Linked DNA regions of Mus musculus: regions 1, 3, 4, 5, 6 and 7 are each linked to region 2. Evidence: chromatin contacts called from public Hi-C and HiChIP or PLAC-seq data. All regions are on one chromosome and are shown on one strand. Each heading gives the region's core, a stretch centred on a gene start, on an enhancer-like site or on the middle of the called end of the contact. The rest is flanking DNA. Distances are from core to core; before and after follow the strand shown. Region 1 has its middle 15 kb from the start of Gm33831. Region 2 holds the start of Dusp4 (dual specificity phosphatase 4). Region 3 has its middle 33 kb from the start of Gm33831. Region 4 has its middle 14 kb from the start of Gm40489. Region 5 has its middle 60 kb from the start of Gm33831. Region 6 has its middle 83 kb from the start of Gm29243. Region 7 overlaps Gm46038 (a long non-coding RNA gene).

Region 1 (3,207 bases), core at 472-2,971, 440 kb before region 2:
GACATTTTCTCAATTAGTGATCAAGAGTGGGAAGGCCCATTGTGGGTGGTGCCATCCCTAGGCTGGGAGTCTTCGGTTCTATAAGAAAGCAGGTTGAGCAAGCCAGGGGAAGCAAACAAGAAGATTATTCTATGGCCTCTGCACCTGCTCCTGCCTCCAAGTTCCTGACCTGCTTGAGTTCCTGTCCTGACTTCCTTTGGTGATGAACAGCAATGTTTAAGCATAAGCTGAATAAACCCTTTCCTCCCTGACTTGCTTCTTGGTCATGATGTTTTGTTCAGGAATAGAAACCCTGACTAAGACAACATATAGACCATTCCCTCACATAAAACAAATACAGTGAGTTAGCTGTTAATCTCATCCACCTAATTTAATTAATGAATTCTCACAACAGCTTCCAGAATAATGTTTGAGCAACTATCTGGACACCCTGTGGCCCAGGCCAAGCTGACAAATAAAGTGACTCACCATGTCCCCCAATTCCCATAGACATGTGTGAGTTGGAAGTTGAGTGGTGAGTCTGCTCTAGGGGCTTACCCCTCCTCTTCAGCCACACTCTTGCTTCCTGGTTATCAACAAGGAGGTAGGGAATCTTTCTTCTCCTCAGACACTTCAGCAGGTTAGTCAGAGCATCTGCATGGATTCATAGATGTTGGGAGGAAAGGCAAATTTGACAAGTTAGGGAATGATACACCACCACCCCCCCCATGTAGGCCTCCTCTGCCTCCTCCTGTCTGCCCCTTTCCTTCTGGCATCTCCCTAAAAGGGTCTGAGCAGGTCTCGGGGCCAGTGGTGAGGTGGGCTCTTGAAAGCCTGTCAGCTCCTTCAGAAGCTTTGGCTGAGGAAGTCTTCCTGCTTCCCTGGGGGAGGGGATCAGATCGGTGAGCAGCAGGGCCGTTTTTCTCTCTACCTAGATTCTCTAACCAGCAGGGAGAAGCCATCAACACCTCAGAGCAGGCAGGCAGCTGGGCCAGCAAGCAGCTTATTATCTGCAACAAGATCACCCCATTCAAAACCCATTTTTTTAGTCTCTTAGCAAGTCTTTGTGTTTTCCTTGTCAATCACATATGTAGAGCCTTATCAATAGTATTCAAGGAAGATTAAACATTTTAATTGCTCTTTGCTCTCCCTGGTACAAGCCAGCCTGTATCACATGGTTTCCGCAATTATCTCGCTGAGCTATAAGCTCAGCCCTCCTTGTTTCTTTGCTTTCTCCCTCCCTTCCCCAGTTTCCATTTTTCCTCCTCTCCTTGGTCCCTCGCCGCTCCTTATTTATCCAGGAGGTATTCATTAAAGCTCTGCGTGGATAACAGCAGGTAGAAAGATGGGCGAGAACCCATTACTCCTGAGATGGTCACAGCGTAGCGGAGGGAATAGAAATAGAAGCACACTTCATAATGCCTTTGTGATTAAAACCTGTGACTCAGACTGAATGATGCTGGGGAAATTGAGTCAGGAAGCCCGAGAAAGGTATGCTGTGCAGCTTAATGAGAGCCGGGCTGGAGATAGGCAGGGCTGGGGGTGGGAGAGCATCTGGGGAGACCAGCAACGGGATAATGGGAGAAACAGAAAACTTAAGTTAGCCCAAGACAGTGTGGCTGTGGTGTTCTGCCACCACATCCCAAGCCTGCTTTGTCAAACAAGGATTTTTAGCGTCTTTTCTACATCCTTGGAGCACCCCCTCCCTCGCCACCTGACTCCCACACTTTCTACTGCTTTGCCAACATGTGGGCTGATGTCAGCTCTCAGAAACACTTTTTGGATGCTTGGTAGTCTTTATGTGCCCGGCTGATCTTGCTCTTGATCAGCGCTTCATCTTCAGCACAAGGCTTGGGGCTGTGCGTTCCTCTCTGATGGATTTAAGTGACCCCCAAAAAGCTACAACGGGAGCCAGCTCCTTGTCTGAGGCCTGGGTAAAACATCCAGGGGTGATTCACCATTACTCAGTGGCTTGCTAGTTCATACATTCCAAGCAACTCCATTTTGAACAAACCAAATTGGGCAGTGCAGGCAGGCAGGCACGCACGCATGGACGCACGCACGCACGCACGCACGCACGTGACCACTCAGGTGGGCTAGGAAGCTGAGGCATGTGCTGATTCATTTCCCAGTAGCTTGGAGGGAAGGCTCAGGCTTTTGTATTCCTATGTAAAATAGCATGCTCACGTCCTTTGGGAGGAGTAGGAGTGTGAAACTGTGGCCACAGTGACAATAACATGGGAGGAGGATGAAAATAGCAGATGGAAGTTGCGATTTTGGCCGACAGAAATAGGAAGCTGGTGCTAGGTCATCCGCCTAGCCCCCGGCACCGGCCTATTAGCTGTCATTAGCCCTTATCCAGGAAACAATTTGCATCCGTTGAAATCCTTGTAACATTGGATTTCTGCCCACAGACTCATCATCCTGCCTTTTTCTGGTGGATTAAAGAGAAAGTGGCCTGTAAATTACATTTCTTTGTGGGCAGAAAGTGCTATTCTGTGGCCCAGGAGACAATGGGTTGGGGCAGCCTTTGGAGCAGCAGCATGGCTGGGGTGGGGTGGGAGTGGGAGGGAAGGGGGCCTTGCTTTGTAATAGAGCAGAGGATACATAAAAGAGCATCCCGTCCCACCTCCTGCTGAGCCGACTTCTGGGTCCTCCAGAACGGGAAGTTCCTTGTGGAACCCAGCCTCGATAGAAATCGTTCCCCGGGACTATGTGACCATTGAGGTTAGGATTTCTTGTGCAGGTTTCCTGTGGTTGGCCCTACTCTAAGCTCCGAAAGCTTCCCCTCTTAGGTGTACTGGGGACCCCGCTTCAGGTGGGGGATACATCCCTGGCCTAGCAGCTTAGCCCTTTGAAGCAGGTCACAACACTGAATGGCCCTCTCCCCAAATTTCCCTTTTGACACCTGTTCTCCATCTCCTGGGGGTTAGTATGAGTCCTCTTCTGCTCAGATAATGATCATCCCATTTTCAAGACAGTGCGGCCTGTTGTGAGGAGCAGTGGACTCCGTGGACAGGACCCTGAGATGGAGCCCTTATATTTTCAAAGCGTTAGGGTTTTTGTTCACACTGGCGCCGAATCATGGCCCCCACACCCTCTCTTTACTTTATAGTTGATAGAATTTTTTTCTAAATTGCCTAGGATGGTCTAGTATTTACTCTGTAGCCTAGGCTGACCTTGAATTTTTAATACTTCAGTCTCAGCTTCTTGAGTAGGCGAGATCAG
Region 2 (3,209 bases), core at 10-2,509:
GTAGACCTTAACCGTCATTTCCTTAGAGGACGTTGCGTGTGAGGAGGGAAGCGAGGACTCCCACCAAAGAGGAAAACCTCCGGGTATTCCCCCCCCCCCCCCCCATGGTTAAAAAAGCAGGTTTTAGGAAGCTTGGGCCCGAGTGCCTCCCATTCTCTTGCACGGGCACAGCATTCGGCCAATTAACGCCCCCCTCTGGGTTGTAAAGTAACAAACCCCTCCACCTCTCTTTTGTTATTGGGCTTCGGCGCGAGGGCCTTCCCTTTCATCTTTCTAAATCTGCGTTGGCCCAGGTTCCGCGGGAAGCTATAAACCAGATGTAATAGCTCGGGATGGAAATCGATCACGCTAATGTATAAACTAAGTCCGGGGAATCGCATGGAAAAAAACAAAGACAAAACACAACCGGCCGGGCACGAAGAACGAGATTAAGTCCGGCGAGGAGAGGTCCCCAAGCCCTACGGGGTGGCAGCCGCACAGTGTCAGGTTTCTCGGAGCTGCAGGAGCGAGACCTCGAAGACTGGGGAGGCCGGGGGGGTGGGGGGGAGCGCAGGGGTGAAGACCTCCACACGGAGAGCCCAGGCCTCAGTAAGGCCCCGCGTCGCCACCCGCAACGATCTCTACCAGGATCGCCGCGCTCCGGGGCTGAGGAAGGACAGGGCACCGCGCCGCGGCTCCATTCACAAAGTCCCCGAGCCGCCGGCTCGCGGGCGGGTCGGAGGCTGCCTCCTTTTCTTCCTCTAGGTCTCCGTTTTATGAATGGGCCTGGCAGCCAGCACCGAGCGCCCTGTTTACTCCTCTCTTTGTGACGTCGAGTCCCCGTGACTGGGTGCGAGGGGGCCGGCGCTCCATTCACGAGCCGGGGTGGGGGCGGGGCGGGAAGCTTGCGTTGGGGGCGGGGCCTGGCGAGGTAGTAATGACTCTTCCCTCCCCCGGGAGAGCCGGCGAGCATTAATAAATCTCTAAGCCAGAGGAGGAAACTCTGGCTGGGGCAGTGCGTGCAGCTCCGGCGGTGCAGCGGTGGGGGAAACGGCGGAGCCCACGGCAGAAGCAGCCCTAGCTAGCAAAACACACCAGAGGCGACAAACCGAGAGGAGCCCTCTCTCGTAAACACACTCCCCTGCTCGATCGCTTGCCCCGGGTGCCGCGCGCCCGCCAGCTTTGGCGCCAGAGAAGGCTGGGACTGCTATGTAACGTTGAGGCTGCGGGAGGTGGAAGCAGGGGTGTTAGAGGGAGAAGAGCCTGGGGCCAAGTTTGCGGGTCACTTCTGCAGGCGCCCTCTTAGCCCTCGCCTGGTTCCTTCTTGTTAGCCTAGCTGGCTCCGGTGCCCTTGGCCTTCTCCAGCTAGCTCCCCAGCTTACTGCGTTTTGCCGGCGACATGGTGACGATGGAGGAACTGCGGGAGATGGACTGCAGCGTGCTCAAAAGGCTGATGAACCGGGATGAGAACGGCGGCGGCGGCAGCGCGGGCGGCAACGGCAGCGGCAGCCACGGCGCCTTGGGGCTGCTGAGCGGCGGCAAGTGCCTGCTGCTGGACTGCAGGCCGTTTCTGGCTCACAGCGCGGGCTACATCCGAGGCTCGGTGAACGTGCGCTGCAATACCATCGTGCGGCGGAGGGCCAAGGGCTCCGTGAGCCTGGAGCAGATCCTGCCCGCCGAGGAAGAGGTGCGTGCCCGCCTGCGCTCTGGCCTCTACTCGGCTGTCATCGTCTACGACGAGCGCAGCCCGCGCGCCGAGAGTCTCCGGGAGGACAGCACGGTGTCGCTGGTCGTGCAGGCGTTGCGCCGGAACGCGGAGCGCACGGACATCTGCCTGCTTAAAGGTAAACGTGGGTGCCCGGGAGAGCGAGGTGGGAGGGTAGGTAGTGTAAGGGACTTGGCGGCCTGAGCCCTGCTGGGCATTGGGAGGAAAGTACCCGAGTGACTACGGGGTGCTGGAGTCCCCTTCCTCGCGTGTCTTTGTGCGTGTCAGTGTGAACGGTTTTGCTGTGGTTTGGAGCCTGAGTCCCGGGGAGGCCGTGCTGGCGCGTTTCCCCAATCACCTGCAATCCGCACGCGTCTTGGAGTTTCCGTGTTTGTTTACGCGAACGGTTCTGGCCTGGATGCTGGCAGCGGTTCCTCTGCGCAGCCCAGCTTCAAGTACTGAGAACGCGCTCTTAGGTCCCACGGGGACGAGAGAGGCCTGGTTCGGTATAACCCCGGGAACCCTAGAGGGGGGTGAAGGAAGGTGAATGCTAGGGTAGGAGCTGTCTCAGGAGTTCATACACATCGGTCAATGAGGAAAGGAGAATTGGGGTGCAGACCTGGGGAGCTATCTCTTTTTTTCCCCGCTGCCTAAACTCAGAGCTTTCTTGGATGGCGGCCAACCCCCACTTGCCCCGGTCTAAGGGAGGCTGAAGTGCTGTATTTGGGGGGGTGGGGGGACACCAGGCACAACCGCGCCTGCTCCTGCTAATCCCGGGAGCAGAGAGTTACCACCTTTTGTTCACACATCATTCTCGACTCTGCCAGCGGCGCGTGCCTGGTTCGAGCGAACCCTGGCGTAGGAAATTAGGTGGCCGGAGAGAGGGTGGCTTGTCACATTGAGAAGTCAGACACCCCAAAAGGATCGCGCAGTATCTCAGACGTTGGCAAAGGGGAGGGACCGCTCGCCGCACCTGCCAGCTCGCTCGGTGTGCCGGCCACCGGTTGGGGAGCACTGTAGGGTGCGGGGTGTGTGTGTGTGTGGGGGGGTCGGGCGCCCCCTGCTGCGCTGCTCCCCTACCTCCGGCCACCGCATTCCGTGCATTCTTTCGCGCGGGTCTGGTCTTTGCTTCCAAAGCCTGGAGGTTTGTCCGACCTCCGCCTTCCAAGAGCCGCCCATTTCCCTGCCGAGGCTCTTCGCCCCGTCTTCCAGACTTTTCCTCTTAGTGTCTTGTCTTCCTTAAGGAAGGGAGGCCGGGAGCGAAACCCTTTCTCGCGTCCCCTCCGAACGGCACCCGGTGCGGGCGAGCCAGGCTGGCCGTGCGGAACAGCGGGGGGCTTTGTTCTCCGCAGTTGTTTCCTGACCATTTGACCCGTCAGCTGCTGGGGAAACGCTGCTGTTGATCTGAGGCTGAACTGCCAGGGCGATTTTTTTCTTTTCTTTTCTTTTTTTTTCTTCCTTTTCTTTCTTTTCTTTTCTTTTCTTTTTTTTTTTTTTTTGCAAGGACCGCCTGTGGCTCCTGCAG
Region 3 (3,203 bases), core at 158-2,657, 450 kb before region 2:
AAAATGCTTACTATGGTGTATCTGATTGTAAAGTTCTCCTGGATTCCCTGTGAGGTCTTTACAAAACTATAAATTATACTGTTGTGGAGTAATTTTTTTTGTTCGAGTGTGGGAAAGTTTCTGAGCCTTGTTGTAAGCTGGGAAGAGAAGCCACTATGGGATCTTCCGGTGGACTAAAGCAATAACTGATGATCTGGGGGGTCTTGTTTAATGCATTTATGCATGGATACACAAATAGAGCATCACAAACTCTTATAGCGTGGGGTATCATTGACACATACATCTTTTTATAACTAAGTGTATGCTGTCAAGTTTCAGCCGTATCCAGGAGGTGTGGCTGCCAATGTCATGGTGGTCCGTTACCCTGTCACCATTTTAACCCAGACTAAGAACGCACCTTTCTGTCAACTTTATTCTCATCGGGGAAAGAGTGTGATTAAAAACACACCAATAAAATGACCATGATCCCCGATGTCCTAGCTGTACCCTTATTTGATATCTTTTAAAGTCCATACCCTTCTAGTGCTACAAGGGGTGTCCCAAACTGAGATGTCACGTGTATCCCAGGTATCCTGAGGTTGGGCCCTGTGGACTTGCTGTAAAGTGGAACTCAGGCACCTGCACCACAGGAGAAGCTATTTTTGCCCCATCTCTGCTGAGCCAGATCCCATCTCAGATTGCATTAAAGGAACTGCCTCTTTCCTTTTTCCTTTTGCTGCTAAGGAATAGCTTTTCCTCTCAGATTGATTTTCTTCCCTTGATGAAGTCCCAACCTACACACTGCTTGGTAGTAATTTAAAATGAGCCAAGGAGCAGTGGGTCCTATTAGAGGCACAAAGCGACCCACTAGGTATTATTAAGGGTCTCGGGTCTATCTTTTAACTAAACACGGAGTGCTACTTTAGAACAAAGGAGACTTCTGCTCCTTGGCAAACGTGGCTTTACTGTTCAGTTTTCCCAATTATGGGCCACACTGCCCCCTGCTCTTGGGCCTGCTGATCAGTCTTTTATTAGTCTCGCTACCTTTTGCCCAGGGCTCTGGCTGAATGCAGGCATTGCTGTGGTGGGGTGGAAGGGGCTGGGCCTGCTTTCATAGAAGCCCACTTCCCACTACGATCTATACATCCAGAATTAGATTGGCTTGCTTACTTGCTGTGGAACAAGATGGATTAAGTGCTGGCCCCTCCAGATCTGGTCTCTCTCTCTCTCTCTCTCTTTGTCTCTCTCTCTCTCTCTCTCTCTCTGTGTGTGTGTGTGTGTGTGTGTGTGTGTGTGTGTGTGCACTTGTTCACATGTGTTGTTTTCATTGTGGATGGGCAGGAAGCTGGGCTGCAGAAGCAGAGGTGGGCACAGCCTGAGCCAGAGTACAGCTGCTGCTCCCACACTGGCTCTTGGCAGCTGCTTCCTGCCTAGCTTCTCCCAGAATGCTCAGGTCTACACTTGGGCCATTGTCTGCTCACATGGCCATAGGCATCACCGTGGGGTGTAGTTTTGTTACCAATCTGGTTTATGAAATTCTATTGTTCAAAGAGCTTGCTAGATAGGAGCTGGGTTTGGGGGTGGGGTGGGGCATGTTGGCAGGAGCCAGTGAGAAGACTGTCGGTGACTCTGGCTTACCCCAGTCATTCTCTTGGCAAGCTCACAGTACCCTCTTTGCCCTGGGTGGGCATTGCCCTTTACCTGATTTCTGTGTACTGCCAGTAAGTCAAGCTGGTCTGGCATCCAGCTCACAAGCAGCCACTAGTGAAACTTTGTAGATGTTTGCTGAAAAAAAAAAAGGAGTTAACTATGATATTCAGCTGGTTGAATGATGACGTTGAGATTAATTCTCTAAATTAAGCGACTGAGACAAGTTTTTGTTTTTGTTTTTGTTTTTAATGTTCATGTACATGCTAATGTCTCTCCCACCCCCTGCCCTCTCTCCTACCTAGACTTGTTCATCTTTCAGGATTCGAGGACTGCAGGAGCTCTGGCATTTTCCCTCCCATTCCCCACTCTAGTTCTGAGGGTTCTGTGGGCTCCTGGGGAAACACTTTGTCTTCCTTCATCAGATAACACCAAAGCCCTTAGAGAGAGAGAGAGAGAGAGAGAGAGAGAGAGAGAGAGAGAGAGAGAGAGGCCATGCTAAGATAGATGTCATCGCAGCTAGTCCACAGACTAGAGTGAACTCTAGGGAGCTACCTGTGAGTGATGTTTGGCCTGTTTTGTGATCAGCTTCTGGGACAGAACATCTTTGTAGATGAACTGGAGAGACGGCAAAATACTTGTTGCTCAGACACAGAGCCTGAGGATGGATCTCCAGCACCCACATGTAAGTTGGGCCTGACAACACAGGTTTGTAAAACCAGCCCTGAGACGAGATAAAGGCAGATTCCAGGGGCTCACTGCTCACCCAGCCTAGCCGACTTGGTGAGCTTCAAGTTCAGGGAGAGACCTTGTGTCAAGAAAATAAGGTGGGGAGGGATAGAGGAAGACCCCTAATGCTGACCTTGACCAACATATACACGCACACAGATACACTCCTGTGCATGTGCATTTGCACACACATGCGCACTTGCACACACACACACATGCACACGGGCACATGCAGGAATCTATATCTACATTCTATCTATCTATCTATCTATCTATCTATCTATCTATCTATCTATCTATCTATACTAAGATGGTTGAAACACAGGAAGCATTTAGGCTCTGGGTTCTAGAGCGACCTTGAAATTGCAGAAAGCACTCATCCATCTCAGTTCTTTTCCAAGGTTAAGTTAAAAAAACAAAACAATAAAATTAAAGCTTTTTCTCTCTGAGGTCCCAAGCACTATAGTGTCACATTATATTGACTAACTTCAGCTGACACAAGGAAAGGAGGGAAAGAAGACGTGGGGCTGACGGAGTCATCAGCTCTCAGAGGCGATTATGGAGGGCACAAAGCATCCAGAACAGAACAGCTCCGCCTCGGAGGGAGGGAAAGACTAGAAACAAAGAGTAGGGCACTCTGGCGCGGGGTTTGTGCCTGCGTGGCTCACTGCCCTGCGTAGGATGGGTAATCACGAGCTTGCTGATGGAAATCTGCGTCTTTTGAAGTTCTTTTTCTTTTCTTTTTAAGTGATTTCAATTATAGAGTAGTTTCTCTCTCTCTCACTCTCTCTTTTTAAAACGGTGTCCAGCGTAAAGCCAGGCTCTAAGACTTTGAAACCTTGATGAGC
Region 4 (3,395 bases), core at 59-2,558, 300 kb before region 2:
CACTGGCTAAAACATGGGGAATGGAAGGAAAGTGGCCGCCCTTGAAGGAGCGACCAAAGGAACGGCCAACTTCTCAGCTGTAATTGTAGGAGTCAGTAAAGGGACCAACATCATCAGTGCACCCCAGACACCTGCCAGCCTAGAACTCGTGACACTACTTTTCAGTGATGGGACAGAAAGGAAGGCACTTCCAGAACCAAAGTCGAAGGAAAGTGTGTGCCACCAGCAGTGTGTCTCTAAAGGAATTGAGGCAGGAGTCAGCCTTAAGTAGAAAGTGTAGACACAGGAAGGAAGAGAATGCAGACCAGACTCACATAATTCTGAGAAGAGTTGTGGCCAATGAAGATATGAGAAGATAAGGATCGTCCCTGGGGAACAGAGAAATAAAAATCAAGGCGACGGTGAGATTTTATTTTCTTCCCATTCTGTTATAGAAAAGTGACATGACTTGGGGAAATTGGAAGTCTTTGTGGGCATGTGCAGCCCTGGGCTTCCTATCCTGTCTTGAGGAGACTGTGCCCTGGAAAACAGTGTGCCTATCTCCTAAGTTCAATGTTAACCCATATGTTCCTATGTTTAGAGAAGATCTTGTAGTCATACCAGGGAGACAATTTAAACAATGTTCACAATCATGTGATCTATCAAAATATGGAATTCCCCTTCAGCGTGATGAGTAACGGGATAAGTGCATAAACTATGGTATAGACAGTCACACAGAGATAGTCGTAACAGGTAAGATATATGAGGTATAGCTACCTAGGAAGTTTTGTTTTAAATATTATACGCAGACCCCAAGTTAAAGGCAAAGTCTTCCACAAGACTCCCCTCATTTCAGATGCCAACTGTTGGCCTCAGGGTTCCTCGGGTCACCTGCATTTGTAATCACTGCTGTACATCTGATGACTCCCAGGATTCCTTTGGCTTGCTACTTTACTGTCATCACCAGTTCTCTAGAAGCTCGTACACAGGGAGAGATGGATGTGATCAGGTTTACATCCTTTCTCCATGAAACAAGTCTACTGGTCTTCCAAAAGACTGATGAATCCTTAACATTCAGAAAGGTCCACTGAGTTTGTAGCTCAGAGTTTTGGGTGAGGGAGATATCATTCATGTCTACACTAGATATGAATGATGAAAGCACTGGGCACATCTTTAAGCTCAGTCTCTCCCCTCCTATCTCCTTCATGAACACAGGCTCAGGTCCAACCCTTTAAGCCTACAGCTGTGTCTGGTGGTAAGACCACTTCCTAAGGCAGTCTGACGCCCCTCCTGAGTCATTTCATCAGTGTGATAAGCACACTTCTATTACTCAGGAAATTCCAAGGATTTTTGGAACTCTATGCCAGGGACCCAAGTCAAAGGACTTCTTTACTGTGTAACAACTCCCTAATTAAAGAAAAAAATCCAGCAGACCCAATCTCTGTCCTGAGGTCTATTTCCAGGAAATGTGACTTAAGATAACTGTTGCCAGGAATGGTTTGAGGAAACATGAGTGATTGTTCAGTCCCAACTGTTCTGTTCTTTGTAGAGCTGGGGAACCCAAGGGTTCAGTCATTGCTGAGGTGGCTCTACTAAGTCAGCATTCTCCATTCTGAGAGCACATGACAGTGTCACTGCTTGGGTATATACAAGATTTAAAAAACGCTCTTGGGCCTGGATTGGTCTGCAGTTTTTGTTTTAACTACAGACATGCCATTAAGTAACATGCAATACTTCTGATACATGCATGTATTGTTGAACATGTCTTCATAGTGAGAGCAGCACAGCATTTGCTTGCACAGAGCCTGGATGGTAGAGGTCATGCACTTTATCATGGCCTCAGTATGCCGCCCACAGAGATGGTAAGCACAGACTTATGATCTGCAGCTAGTAAAACCATGGTTTTTACAAGAACACTTTCAACAAGTTAGAAGGGGTACGCTTCAAGATAGGAACAAGAGCCAGACGTAGAGATGGGATATGATGATGAAGAGGTCAGCTCAGCTCAGAGCCATTGGAAAATTCCACCAGGCACCCCTCCCCTCCTGGAAGAAACAGGTCAGAGAGCATGTAGGCAGGAAGGAAGAGGCTAATTAAGCCCCTACTACCTCATTCCCTAAAGACCAATCAATTTAAAGGGCATACTGTTCTGCCAATCGTATTGTGTCTTGTTGCCGATGTTCTAGTCTGCCTCTGGAAACTGTATAAATACTTGCCAGATGCCCAGGGTCACCACTTCTCCTTCGGGTGCAGGATGACAACCCGAGCATGCTGGAACAATAAATTCCTCATGCTTTTGTATCGATCCCCAGCTCCGAGTTGTTCACTCAGGGGTCCCTTTCTGAATGTTAAGGATTCATCAGTCTTTTGGAAGACCAGTAGACTGGTTTCATGGAGAAAGGATGTAAACCTGATCACATCCATCTCTCCCTGTGTACGAGCTTCTAGAGAACTGGTGATGACAGTAAAGTAGCAAGCCAAAGGAATCCTGGGAGTCATCAGATGTACAGCAGTGATTACAAATGCAGGTGACCCGAGGAACCCTGAGGCCAACAGTTGGCATCTGAAATGAGGGGAGTCTTGTGGAAGACTTTGCCTTTAACTTGGGGTCTGCATAAAATATTTAAAACAAAACTTCCTAGGTAGCTATACCTCATATATCTTAACTGTCACGACTATCTCTGTGTGACTGTCTATACCATAGTTTATGCACTTATCCTGTTACTCATCATGTTGAAGGGGAATTCCATATTTTGATAGATCACATGATTGTGAACATTGTTTAAATTGTCTCCCTGGTGTGTCTACAAGATCTTCCCTATACATAGGCACATGTGGGTTAACATTGAACTTGGGAGATATGGCACATTGTTTTCCAGGGCACAGTCTCCTCAAGACAGGATAGGAAGCCTGTGGCTGCAGATGTGATGGTGTGTGCCTACAGCTGGCCTCTCAAAAACCTGAGATAAGGCATTCACATGAGCCCTGGATGGTTAAAGCTAGCCTGGATGACATGCATGGTGAGGACCCATCTCAAAATAAAACATTAAAATATGATAAAATATATATAGTATAAATGTCTAAATTAATAACAAAAATATCACTCTAAAGTGCTATAGATACCAGGCTAGACTTTCTGTATTATGGACACACAATAAGCTTGTCTACACTAGCATCAATACAAAAATGAGCCGTGCTTATTGAGCACTGTGACATATGACAGCTATCAGATTCTAGGTAATAGGAAAATTTCAGCTCCCTTAGAATCTTAGGTAGAGAGTCGTTGGCAAAATATCCTTATGGTAGGACGTGATATCTAGGGCAACTGGCTGTTATGAGTTTTGAGACTTCTGCACTTTCTTTCTATGCTATCAAGCCCTTAGTGTAGTAAAATAGATTGTAGCCTTTTTCTTATC
Region 5 (3,409 bases), core at 120-2,619, 480 kb before region 2:
GCAGTTCTATCATTCAGTTTCTCTGTTTCTCTGGCACTCACATTGATGCAGTCTGCCCCTTGTCCCACAGCCTCACAAACAGGACTACAAGAGACGGGTCTCATCGCCTGTGTAAACGTCTTTTCTAATTCAAGCAGTTGGATGGCATGGTATTTCCTAAACATGGCCTTCCTCTGTCTCAAAGATGGGACCCAAAGGGTTATCTTCCGACACATCTACCCTTCTCTCTCTTTCCTCCCTGTCTGGTTCTTTCCATGGACTCCAAATGTTGGTTCCATTTTAGCTTGGATTAGTTTGTACTCTATTTTCTATACATCCCCTACTGCAAGAAATGCTAAGTCCATACCCCCATGTAGTCTTTTTTTTTCTTTCTTTTCCTGCCAGTCCATAGGTCACTGCTGAGGATGGTATCCACAGGTCTTACTGTAACTCCTCCCTTAAGTGGTCACATTCATTCTGGATAGAGCTCGGCCTATCCAGAGTACCCAGGGCAAACTCTGGACATAGCCGCGTGCACCTGTAACCGCAGTACTGAGGAGGCAGAGAGAGGATGCCTGAGGTTTGCTGGATTCTGAACACATGCAGGGCTCTTTCAAGAGGGAATCTCTGCGTTGTCGTTGCTTGTTAAGAGTGAATACTTTGAAATCGGCCCAAGTCAAGGAGTTTGAACTAAGCCGCTTCTCGTGGAGCTGTGTGGTTGTGACCTCCACATTTATATCCACATCCAGGTGGTTATCTGCAAAGCAGATATGGTTTCAGAGGGGATTTCCAGCCTAATCCCTGGTAATTAGCTCAAAAAGAGAATATTTGGAGTGAATTCAACGGCACCAGGCAGCTGGTGCCGGGAGATGCTTCTTTGCCTAATTTCCCTAAGTGGTTTCTGGGTAACCTCACCTTCAGACCCTTTGTCAAACACAGCTGAATCCTTAGAGGTGCTGAGGCAAGGCATGCAGTTAACCCCATATGTTCTGTTTAACGGAGCATTTGGGTAGCAGCTGAGACCAGCCCGTGATATGCCAGGCGTTCTCTGATGATTCGCTTTCCCTGGGAATGTAGAAGTCAGCGATTCATCTGTCTTGGAAGCATCCGAAGTCAGTGGGGCCACCAGCAGTTGATGTCAAACGCCATCAGCTCTTCCCTCCCCCCCCCCCCCCGCTCCCGCCCCTCCCCCTCCCCGCCCCCTCACTTCCCAGCTCCACTGCAAAGCTACCAACCACATTCTGGGCTAGCCCTTGGTTGGAGCTTTGTTTTGTTAGAGCTTCTGGGGGAGGGGGGATGGGCAGCTCTTAGCTCACTGGTCCCAGGAAATCCTGGGGTGCTGAGGAGAGAGAAGCCCCTCCCTGCGCAAATGATGGGAGCTCCGTGGATTCTCACCTCGGCTGGCTGCCTCACTCTGGCGCACCAGCTGCCAGCCCTGTGACATAACCTGCTCAGGCGTGAGGAGAGGATGCCATGAAAAGATTCATCTCCTGAATGATCATCACCCCTGCTTCCTGATTCACTTCCAGGCCCCCTAGCCCCCCACACTTCACAGCCCATCCGCAGGACCATCAAGGCGTGGGATTCTGAAGACGTGCAAGTCAGACGGCGGAGTTATTAAACCCCACGTCGTCAATTCTAATTAATGCCGCGAGCCACCTGGATATTTAGTGGCTGGAAACAAAATCAATTTGAGTTCTGAAATTGAATTTACATACAGCTGGCGTGATAAATCAGTGACGCGCTGCAAGGTAGCCCACTTCTCTGCAGTCCGGGGATAGAATTCCTGTTTGTTATCTGGTTATTTTGTAAATTCCGAAATTAACCCAGAGCTGTTGGCCTTTCCAGAAAGGGCACGATGGCAGGGAGAATGCTTGAAAACTTCAATTCCCACTGTAGCTCGGGCATGAAAAGAAAATGTAATCTCTGTATTTTTGTTTATAACTGTCTCAGTTTAATTCATGATTTGCCGTACTCCACACCCCACCCCCAGTGGAACAGGGGAAAAACAAAAAAACCTAAATGTCTAATTTGGTTTGAGTTGAATGTCTGATTTGATCCTTTAAACAGAGCCTTCAAGGAAGGCTCAGACTTCTAGGGAAAAAAAATGCCTTGAATCTCAGATGGCCTCCTCTGCTTCTGGCTGTGTCTCTTTCTCAGTGACATCTGGCATATGGAAGCATCCTGTGACAGGGAGTCCGGTCTGCAGCTCTGGACCTCCTGGTGCAGGGACTGTGCCCTCAGGCTGATCTCTCATTCCCTACCTCAGGAGTTGGGTTACTATCCTGGGCCCGGTAGCATTCTCCTCGCTTGCCTGCCTTCTGGGTCTATCTGTGGCCATGGTTGTTGGACACTGTCCCTGCTGATCTGGACAGGTCCCTGATTTTCGCCATCACTGCCAGGTGAGGAGATGGCTTGGAAAAGAGAAAGCACAGGGTATCTATCCATCTCTTCTCTCTGCTTTGCCGAGCTGATCAGCCTGGCTTTGGGTTGGCATGTGGCAGCTATCCCTCTCCAGAACTCTCCATAGTACTCAGCTATGTAGGTAGCAGAGATAATGTCTCCCTGTACTCGGCTAGGCCTAGCGCAAAAACTCGGGGATGGAAATGAAGACATGCCTCTGTGAGGCTCCCTTTCTTTCCTTATAGTTTCCCCACAGTACTCCAAGGTGGAAAGAGAGGAGACTTCCTTTCACTCCCCATATAAAGGGCTGCTTTTTCCATGGGACCTTCCTGCTTCAATGGAGGGGACATGTTGTATGACTTAATAGTCTCTCAAAGAGTTTTTCTCTTCCAGTCCCAGGCGCTGCGGGAGCTGCGGGTTACCGTGCAGACACGGCTAAGTCTAAGAACCACACCACACACAACCAGTCCCGCAAATGGCACAGAAACGGCATCAAGAAACCCCGGTCGCAAAGATACAAATCCCTTAAGGGGGTTGATCCCAAGTTCCTGAGGAACATGCGCTTTGCCAAAAAGCACATCAAGAAAGGCCTGAAGAAGATGCAGGCCAATAATGCAAAGGCAGTGAGTGTGCGCGCAGAGGCCATCAAGGCCCTGGTGAAGCCTCAGGCCGTCAAGCCCAAGATGCCAAAGGGAAGAAGCCACAAACTCAACCGTCTGGCTTTCATCGCTCACCCCAAGCTTGGGAAGCAGATTCGAAGCTACATGGCCAAGGGTCAGAGGCTTTGCCAACCAAAGCCCAAGGTTCAAACCAAGGCAGAGGCCAAAGCTCCAGCCCAGGCTCCCGAAGGTGCCCAGGCCCCTGTGAAGGCCCCATTGAAAAGACTCCTGCACGTGAAGACAGATGGACTGCTGTGACACATCTACCCACATGCTATTTGCAGATGACCAGTATCCTATGCTGTTTTTACAAATAAACTTGAGGCCAAAAAAAAAAAAAGTCTCTCAAGAACCATGTGTGGTTAGCC
Region 6 (3,274 bases), core at 703-3,202, 510 kb before region 2:
AGGTTCACTGTTAAGCTGGTGGATTTGGAGGAAAGCAGGTTAGCTTTCACAACGTGACTGGTATCTCATTCAATAAATGGAAGGATTTAAGAAAACACAGGCCCAGATTTCTGGAGGAGAAGGGAGTTCTGACTTTAGACTCTAGTTGCAGTGTTAGCACCTCTCTTGGAACTTTCCAGTTTGTGAGCCAGTTCCTTAAAACATTTGTCTGTCTGTCTGTCTATCTATCTATCTATCTATCTATCTATCTATCTATCTATCTATCTATCTATTAATCTAGCCATCCTCTATATATCTATATATCAGCCTATCAGTCTAGTTGTCATTAGTCTATTTATCTGTCAGTCATCATTGATCATCAATTTATTCATGATCTATGTATCTATCATCAAACTACCTCTGTCCTTTATGTATCTATCAATGTAGTCATCATCCATCTATTCATCAATAAATCATCATCTTTCAGTCAATGATTCTTATTTATGTATCTTATGTATGTATGTATGTATGTATGTATGTATGTATGTATGTATGTATGATTGTAAGTCTGTATGAATCATCTCTCATCAATCCACCTATCTATCCTCTATGTATCTACCAATGCAGTCATCATCTGTTACTTCTGGGAGTCTTGATTGGGGGTCTTTGTTGTCTAGGAGTCTTTGTTTTCTCGGACAGTTAAAAAATTAAAAGGCAGGAAGAATCTCAAGAGTGACAGGTGGCAATAGAGCAATCTCAGCCACTGCAGACAGCAGCAGACAGAAGCAACAGCTGAAGAAAGGCTTGGGGTTGAGGATGCACACCTGTGTGGCAGATGCACAGGAAAAAGACCCTCTCTGAAGCAAGGGGTAGAGGGAACCCTGGGAAGCGAAGACTCCAGTCTCTTCTGAAGGGCTGTCTTTGTCTTATAAAAGTCTCTGAAGAGTTGTTTTGTTTGTCTCTAATTTATGGTTGGTCAGTTTGAAGAAAGATAGGATGGTTGACTGGCCCACAGTATTGTGTAATATGTCCTATGTGGTCTTGAACTTGTTGAGCCAGTCCAGCAGCATGGAGGCTAGTGGCCGGGGAGAAAATAGTCTATGAGGCCTTTGTTTTAATCTGCCAGGCTTTTGTCCTATGTCAGGAAGGTGAGGAAGAAGCCAGCCATTTTGAAAGCTTGCCACCTTTATTACCTAATCACGGCTCCTCTCCTTGTCTGTCCTCCCACCAAGGAGTCTGTCTAATTCCTGGTCCCTCACATCTGTCTATTAATCATTCAATCGTTCGTCATCATTCTTTTCATGATGTATGTACGTATGTACATATGTATGTACGTATGTATGTATGTATGTATGTATGTATGTATATACTATGTATGTATATATGCATGAATGTATTATCTATCTATCTATCTATCTATCTATCTATCTATCTATCTATCTATCTATCTATCTATCTACCCACCCATACCCTACAGGTTCATGTTTCTCTCAAAACCCTGAGTATTTATATTCAAAACAATATGGAAGGCCTTCAAAGTTCCAGAGTCTTCATAAACCACATGTTAAATTGGGTCCCGAGACATAGATGCATGGTTGGATGGACTTGTCCTAAGCAAAGAGAAGCAAACTTCCACCACAAGACTTAAAAAGGAGCAGATAGAGAATGCCAAGAGAGAAAGATGGGAAAATGAAGATTATAAATTGCTGAAGGGGTCAGCACCGAACCTTCCATCTAGTAGAGCCTCCTTTCCTGAGAGCCATTACCATAATAAAGACACGCCGCGGGCAGCTGGCCAAGCAGCCGCCAGAGTCTTCTGACTTTGGTAGGTTTCTTAGGCTATCACAATATTTGCTTTCACGCATGGGAGATAATTGACACTTGGCTGTCACAGCAACAGAAGCAGGAACAAGACCCACACCACACGGGGAAGGGGGTGGGTCTGGTTTTCATCTGCTAGATCCGGTCTAAGAACGGCTTCTCCCCTGGACAGCTGTCGTCACCCAGTCTGGTAGCTGTGCTTGCTTCCTCAGACATGAAGGACGAGACTGAGGGTGACTGGAAAATTTGTGCCACACGGAAGTCTAAGGGCAGTGTTCCTGAGGCGGTGCTCAAAGTCATCTGTATTTCAAATCTTCACATGGTGGGGGAGTCGGGCAGGACTGCCATTGGCAAACTGATAGGCACAGTGCCAAATCTGGTCTGTGTTCCCATAGCAGGCTGCTCCACCCTTACTGACAGTTTCATACAAGCAAACAGCAGGTCGTGGTCATGTTTCATATCCACCATCTCATCTCACTCTTGCCCTGTTCTACTGAAACTCTTCCCCAGCAAGTCTCTTTCTGACTCTCGTGCCATGGTGTGTGTGTGTGTGTGTGTGTGCATGTGTGCACGCATCTGTGCGTGTAAGTGCATGCATGCATGGAGAGTTATTTATTAGGACATGGAACACAGACACTGCTAAAGAAGATGGCACTCTCTCCTGCGGTCAGTGATTGTCAATAGTCTCTGGGGGAGGGGCGGGCATCATGAGCACCAATAGGAAAACATGAATGTAAGAATAGCTGTGCTTACAGTGGGCTCATAAGGAAGCAGGGTTTGTCATCAGTTTACTTGGTGCCTGGTTCTCTCTTAGCTTGAGCTCATGTGTCTTTCTGGATGGGTTGCTAGGGATGCTCTTTGCCTTGGTTACTAACTCTACCAAAGCTTGTCAACAAGCTAGAGTAGCTATTAGTTGAAGACCCACGCCCCTTCCCTCTGTAGCAGCTGGGATTGGGGCAGGAAATGTATTCTAACTTGGTGGCCTATATGTGCCTTCCTCTGATCTTCTTCACTGAAACCAAGTTGTTGCTATTCCCAGCATACGTGGGGTGCGTCTGTAAGTCTATTCTCTGCAGAAAGTAGAGAAGCACTGTCCAGGGGTGTGCTGGCTCACAATGGCTCCTCAAAAATGAATGCTGTACCAGGTATTGATAGTGCTCTTTCTCTGATGGCTTAGCTTGTGGGCCAGTTTAGAACTTGGCAGTAGGAAGGAGAGAAGGATGAAGGAGAGGAAGCCCAGTTGGATTAGAGGTTCAAGTTGATAAGCAGGTATATAGGTCAGGATTGAGTAAGTAGTTGGTAGACCCCTGGGTTCTGTATTGAAAAATTGCAATCTTGACTCAAGGGGAAATGAGAAGGAAAAGGAACAGGTGGATGACAGAAGAGTCAAGGTTCTGGGATGAGCAGGACTCCTCAGCAGGGAGGCAGCTGTAAACCAGGGTGGTGTGCTTTCAGAAAGGCTCTGATTCCCAGG
Region 7 (3,381 bases), core at 784-3,283, 340 kb before region 2:
CCAGTGCCCTAGAAAGGATACTGACCCTGAGATAATCAAGATGTACCTTTCACTTTAATGGCAGTTTCATTTTATGACATGCCTCTCTAATAATGAAGAAAATATGTAAGAGCCATTGCTAATCCAGAGGAGACACAAGGCGACATATTGTTTGAAATCCTTAAAGATACACGTGCCAAATGCGCAAGGTCCTTAAAGAGACTATACATGCAAATATGGGCTCCAGCACGGTACAATGTCTAATCTACATAATTTCCTCTATTTTTGTCAGTACAGAATAACTGAAGCTTATGAATAAAGAATATGGTGGAGGTTTTGAGAGGACATTATAGATGCGACCTCTGAGTTAGGAGGCTATGAGAAAAGGAGGCCAAGGACAATGCTCAGACAAGCAAAGAGGGGACACACAACAGCAGCTGGTGACAGTGCTGTGCTCTGCAAGCCTCCCACAAGCTCCCAGGTTCCCAGGCTACCCATACTTCTGAGGAACTAGCTTCAAATCTGAAGGTGGTGATGTTCTATCTATTGCCTCAGGCAATATGATGACTCACAAAATTCAGAACAGCATGCTACTACTGTGGTGGTTTTATTACTGACTAATCAGACCCAAGTCAGTGAAGAGATCCACTATAGTGAAATTAATATCAGAAGACTAGGGTGTCTTTGAGAGTGACAAAGTCTCTTTTGGCTCTTAGGTAGCTTAACTTGGGGGACTCAGGCCCTTGGAGACTTGACAGCTATGAAAGCTGCCTTGAACCAGTGGCTTTTTTGGGGTTCATGACCTTCAAATTCAAAGAATGAAGTTCACAGACCACAGAGGGTGAGTTTTAGAAATAGTTATTTCATTATAGGGAGCTTAAGAGAAGAGGAAGAGGCAGAGCCCTTGCATAGCCAAAGAGGTCCCTGGAAGTGGGGTGGATAGGATAGGGTAGGCTAGACTTTTTTTTTAAAGGACTTGTGGCAAAAGCTGTAGTGATGTATGAGGAGGGGATGAGGTGGTCAGTCCAGTTGTCCCAACTAGATGTGCAGCACCCCCTCTTCACGTTGGTCACTCAGTCACCTACATCGGTTAGGCAGCGGTACTCATTTTGGAGTCCCTGCCCTACACAATCTAGAAGAGCCTCAAACACAAAGGTTTAATATCTTCAGGGCTCATAGATTTGATATGCTTGGTCACCCGGCAGTAGCTCTATTTCAAAGGATTAGGAGGCAGGGCTTTGTTGGAGGAAGTGGGTCACTGGAGATGGGACTTCAAGGTTCCAAAAGCCCAAGCCAGGTCCAGTGTCTCTTGTTCTTCCTGGTGCCTGCAGATCCAGAGGTAGAACCTTCAGCTACCTCTCCACTACTAGGTCTGCTTGCATGCTGCTACGCTTCCCACCATGATGACAATGGACGAAATCTCTGGAAAGATAAGCCAGCCCCAATTAAATGTCTTCTTTTACAAGAGTTGTTGTTGCTATTGTGTCTCTTCACAGCAATAGAACACAGACAGAGACAGTGTGTCTTGATGTCCAGAGTTTTTAAAGGGGCTCACTATGCAGGTAAGATTGATTAAATCACTGACTACACAACTCCTTTCTATGTAAAACTGTCCTACCTCCCCGAATCCTCTAATCTTACCACTGGCCTCCCTCCTAGCCTAGAGTTTATTCTTCTCATTGGCACAAGTTTGGGTGTAGTTCTATGGACCCCCTATTAATACAGAGATACTCCTATCATACAGGCAATTATAAAAGTTTATGATGCCTTCAAGGAACACAGGCAAATATCAAATTAATTCTTTATTCTAGACTGTCTGCCTTTATCCCTCCATTTAAAAGCTAGCCAGCTTGGGAAGCAATACCCTGGTCTCAACCATCTGTTCTGGCCCCTAATTACTTGCAAGTGAGCTTCCTTTTATATAAAACCGGAATCAAGACTCAGAACAGAGGCGAAGTCACATTTTGTTTCTACAAATTTGCTCTACCATGAGGTTTCTTCCCGTTCGAACTCCCCAAGGCATTTAGAATATAATAACAGCCCCACTCTCCTGGAACTTCCTGTGAACCAGCCCTGCACATGGAGCTCAGGGCACTGTGGGCAGCGGGCCAAGGCCTGCCTTGGCCCAGCTGCTTCTTAGTTGAGGGACCCAGCAAGGCTGCCCAGAGTGAGTGACCCTGGGTGAATATTTTTCCAAGACCTCATCTCCATAAGGATTTGCAGCACCTCAAGTCTGTAATGTCTGCTCCATTCTAGTGTCTCTGTTGGTCCTCTGATGGTCAACTGGGCAGGCTGATGGCATCTTCTGGATGCTGGGCTCAACCTGGGTCCCCCCAGAGAATCGCATAGGTGCAGGAATTCATGTTGAACATACTTTAAGTGTATTCTTTGGTAATTACGTACACGTGTACAATGCATTAGCTCACATCCATCCCTCCACTTCTGTCTCCAGTTCCTCTCCACACCCCATCAGCACATCCCCTCTCTCAAGCCTACATCATCTTGCTTGTTTTAACTATCCACAGAATCCACTCACGACTTCCTGTGTTTTCACAGAGGTGGAGGATGGGCAACCAAACAGTGGCCATGCCCCTGAAGAAAAGTGACTCTCCTTACCCCAGTGGCTATCAACTTCCAATAGCTCCTTGCCCAGGGGAGGGGCCTCATGCTGTGGTTTAATTGACTTGATCTTATGCAGGGAACCATAGCTGTTATGAGTTCACAAGTGTGGTGCCATGTCACATCTGGAGGGCAGCACTTTATAGCACTCTTCAGTACCTTCTGTCCTCTCTTATTCAGTGTTGCTTGAGCCTAGCTTACTCTCCTCACCATCATGCTACTGTTGCGCCAGGGGTACACCTTGCCTGGCAGGTCAGTAATGTAGCACACAGGGTCCAGCCCTGGGTAAGACCACACTTCTCTCTTCCCTCCCATTAGCCTGACATAATACCTTCTGGAACTATGAAAGCTAGCCAGCAGAGATGAAGTTTTCCAGTTAGTTTGGAATCGATTTCCCGATGTCAGATGCAAGTCTTCACGATCTTTGGGCGGTGTCCTAGTGTTCTGCCTTATTGCTGTGACACCATGACCATGGCAACCCTTACAAGAGAAAGCATTTAATTTGGGGGCTGGCTTACAGTTTCAGATGTTCAGTCCATTGTCAGCATGGCAGCAAGTGTGGGAGGTGTGGTGCTAGAGAAATAATTGAGCATTCTACATCCTGATACACAGGCAGTGGGGGAACACAAAACTCAAAGTCCACCTCCACACACACACTTCTAACAAAGCCACACCTCCTAATCCTGTCAAATAGTGCTGATCTGCAGTCAACTAGAACAGCCTATGGGACCATTCTTATTCAAACCACCACTGTCTCCATAGATAGCCATGGTCAACCAGGGA

Evidence for each region. A called contact is a pair of places that touch in the nucleus more often than the background predicts. HiChIP or PLAC-seq counts read pairs in DNA pulled down with a chosen protein or histone mark.
Region 1: a contact with region 2 is called in an H3K4me3 HiChIP or PLAC-seq map of forebrain, with 8 times the contacts expected there. The contact joins the enhancer-like site here to the promoter of Dusp4 in region 2. A contact is called at or near these places in 5 of 39 promoter capture datasets (the 3T3-L1 cell line, embryonic stem cells and frontonasal cranial neural crest), 2 of 15 datasets of contacts at CTCF or cohesin (the NIH/3T3 cell line and large pre-B cells), 12 of 484 Hi-C or Micro-C datasets (the C10 cell line, the P5424 cell line, bone marrow-derived macrophages and 8 more) and 28 of 115 datasets of contacts at active chromatin or transcription factors (CD8 T cells, the NIH/3T3 cell line, VIP interneurons and 22 more).
Region 3: an H3K27ac HiChIP or PLAC-seq map of DN3 thymocytes shows a contact between it and region 2, with 8 times the contacts expected there. The contact joins the enhancer-like site here to the promoter of Dusp4 in region 2. A contact is called at or near these places in 2 of 39 promoter capture datasets (embryonic stem cells and liver), 2 of 15 datasets of contacts at CTCF or cohesin (the NIH/3T3 cell line and large pre-B cells), 1 of 484 Hi-C or Micro-C datasets (bone marrow-derived macrophages), 24 of 115 datasets of contacts at active chromatin or transcription factors (DN3 thymocytes, SST interneurons, T-cell acute lymphoblastic leukemia and 17 more) and 1 of 9 other capture datasets (embryonic stem cells).
Region 4: an H3K27ac HiChIP or PLAC-seq map of trophoblast stem cells shows a contact between it and region 2, with 12 read pairs. The contact joins the enhancer-like site here to the promoter of Dusp4 in region 2. A contact is called at or near these places in 10 of 39 promoter capture datasets (cancer-associated fibroblasts, cranial neural crest, embryonic stem cells and 6 more), 3 of 15 datasets of contacts at CTCF or cohesin (CD8 T cells, the NIH/3T3 cell line and large pre-B cells), 12 of 484 Hi-C or Micro-C datasets (the 3T3-L1 cell line, bone marrow-derived DN2 thymocytes, bone marrow-derived macrophages and 7 more), 33 of 115 datasets of contacts at active chromatin or transcription factors (the 230-238 cell line, CD8 T cells, the HPC-7 cell line and 23 more) and 1 of 9 other capture datasets (liver).
Region 5: a contact with region 2 is called in an H3K4me3 HiChIP or PLAC-seq map of embryonic forebrain, with 9 times the contacts expected there. The contact joins the enhancer-like site here to the promoter of Dusp4 in region 2. A contact is called at or near these places in 6 of 39 promoter capture datasets (the 3T3-L1 cell line, the C10 cell line, hippocampal neurons and 2 more), 3 of 15 datasets of contacts at CTCF or cohesin (embryonic stem cells, large pre-B cells and pro-B cells), 13 of 484 Hi-C or Micro-C datasets (CD8 T cells, bone marrow-derived macrophages, cerebellar granule neurons and 8 more), 29 of 115 datasets of contacts at active chromatin or transcription factors (CD4 single positive thymocytes, the NIH/3T3 cell line, T-cell acute lymphoblastic leukemia and 22 more) and 1 of 9 other capture datasets (embryonic stem cells).
Region 6: a contact with region 2 is called in a Hi-C map of the N1E-115 cell line, with 5 times the contacts expected there. The contact joins the enhancer-like site here to the promoter of Dusp4 in region 2. A contact is called at or near these places in 9 of 39 promoter capture datasets (the 3T3-L1 cell line, the C10 cell line, cranial neural crest and 3 more), 2 of 15 datasets of contacts at CTCF or cohesin (large pre-B cells and pro-B cells), 8 of 484 Hi-C or Micro-C datasets (CD8 T cells, the HL-1 cell line, the N1E-115 cell line and 5 more), 29 of 115 datasets of contacts at active chromatin or transcription factors (CD4 single positive thymocytes, the NIH/3T3 cell line, T-cell acute lymphoblastic leukemia and 23 more) and 1 of 9 other capture datasets (embryonic stem cells).
Region 7: a contact with region 2 is called in an H3K4me3 HiChIP or PLAC-seq map of forebrain, with 8 times the contacts expected there. The contact joins the enhancer-like site here to the promoter of Dusp4 in region 2. A contact is called at or near these places in 7 of 39 promoter capture datasets (the HPC-7 cell line, embryonic stem cells, hematopoietic stem and progenitor cells and 2 more), 2 of 15 datasets of contacts at CTCF or cohesin (the NIH/3T3 cell line and large pre-B cells), 19 of 484 Hi-C or Micro-C datasets (the 63-12 cell line, 8-cell embryo, the N1E-115 cell line and 14 more), 30 of 115 datasets of contacts at active chromatin or transcription factors (the 230-238 cell line, DN3 thymocytes, T-cell acute lymphoblastic leukemia and 21 more) and 3 of 9 other capture datasets (adipose tissue, liver and pancreatic islet).

What each region holds. Positions count from the first base shown.
Region 1 is chr8:34,370,475-34,373,681 of GRCm38.p6, forward strand. No RefSeq gene overlaps it. Among named protein-coding and RNA genes, the nearest start is that of Gm33831, 15 kb to the right of the region's middle. Within about 2 kb of position 1,722, at least 25 of the 459 cell types and tissues checked have an H3K27ac peak or open chromatin away from gene starts, as enhancers often do. A contact at or near this core is called in VIP interneurons, brain, cortical neurons and 1 more, where this site is marked.
Region 2 is chr8:34,806,351-34,809,559 of GRCm38.p6, forward strand. Dusp4 (dual specificity phosphatase 4) reads left to right here and starts at 1,260. Exons shown (of 4, transcript NM_176933.4): 1 at 1,260-1,823. The coding sequence starts at 1,379.
Region 3 is chr8:34,352,279-34,355,481 of GRCm38.p6, forward strand. No RefSeq gene overlaps it. Among named protein-coding and RNA genes, the nearest start is that of Gm33831, 33 kb to the right of the region's middle. Within about 2 kb of position 1,408, at least 18 of the 459 cell types and tissues checked have an H3K27ac peak or open chromatin away from gene starts, as enhancers often do. A contact at or near this core is called in DN3 thymocytes, T-cell acute lymphoblastic leukemia and memory CD8 T cells, where this site is marked.
Region 4 is chr8:34,501,548-34,504,942 of GRCm38.p6, forward strand. It overlaps the pseudogene Gm8268. Among named protein-coding and RNA genes, the nearest start is that of Gm40489, 14 kb to the left of the region's middle. Within about 2 kb of position 1,309, at least 9 of the 459 cell types and tissues checked have an H3K27ac peak or open chromatin away from gene starts, as enhancers often do. A contact at or near this core is called in trophoblast stem cells, where this site is marked.
Region 5 is chr8:34,325,097-34,328,505 of GRCm38.p6, forward strand. It overlaps the pseudogene Gm4889. Among named protein-coding and RNA genes, the nearest start is that of Gm33831, 60 kb to the right of the region's middle. Within about 2 kb of position 1,370, at least 73 of the 459 cell types and tissues checked have an H3K27ac peak or open chromatin away from gene starts, as enhancers often do. A contact at or near this core is called in VIP interneurons, cerebral cortex, cortical neurons and 7 more, where this site is marked.
Region 6 is chr8:34,298,654-34,301,927 of GRCm38.p6, forward strand. No RefSeq gene overlaps it. Among named protein-coding and RNA genes, the nearest start is that of Gm29243, 83 kb to the left of the region's middle. Within about 2 kb of position 1,953, at least 34 of the 459 cell types and tissues checked have an H3K27ac peak or open chromatin away from gene starts, as enhancers often do. A contact at or near this core is called in the N1E-115 cell line and stem cell-derived motor neurons, where this site is marked.
Region 7 is chr8:34,465,093-34,468,473 of GRCm38.p6, forward strand. All of the region lies in intron 2 of Gm46038 (a long non-coding RNA gene), which reads left to right. The region is part of intron 2 of Gm39160 (a long non-coding RNA gene); the gene reads right to left. Among named protein-coding and RNA genes, the nearest start is that of Gm39160, 6.2 kb to the right of the region's middle. Within about 2 kb of position 2,034, at least 4 of the 459 cell types and tissues checked have an H3K27ac peak or open chromatin away from gene starts, as enhancers often do. A contact at or near this core is called in forebrain and pro-B cells, where this site is marked.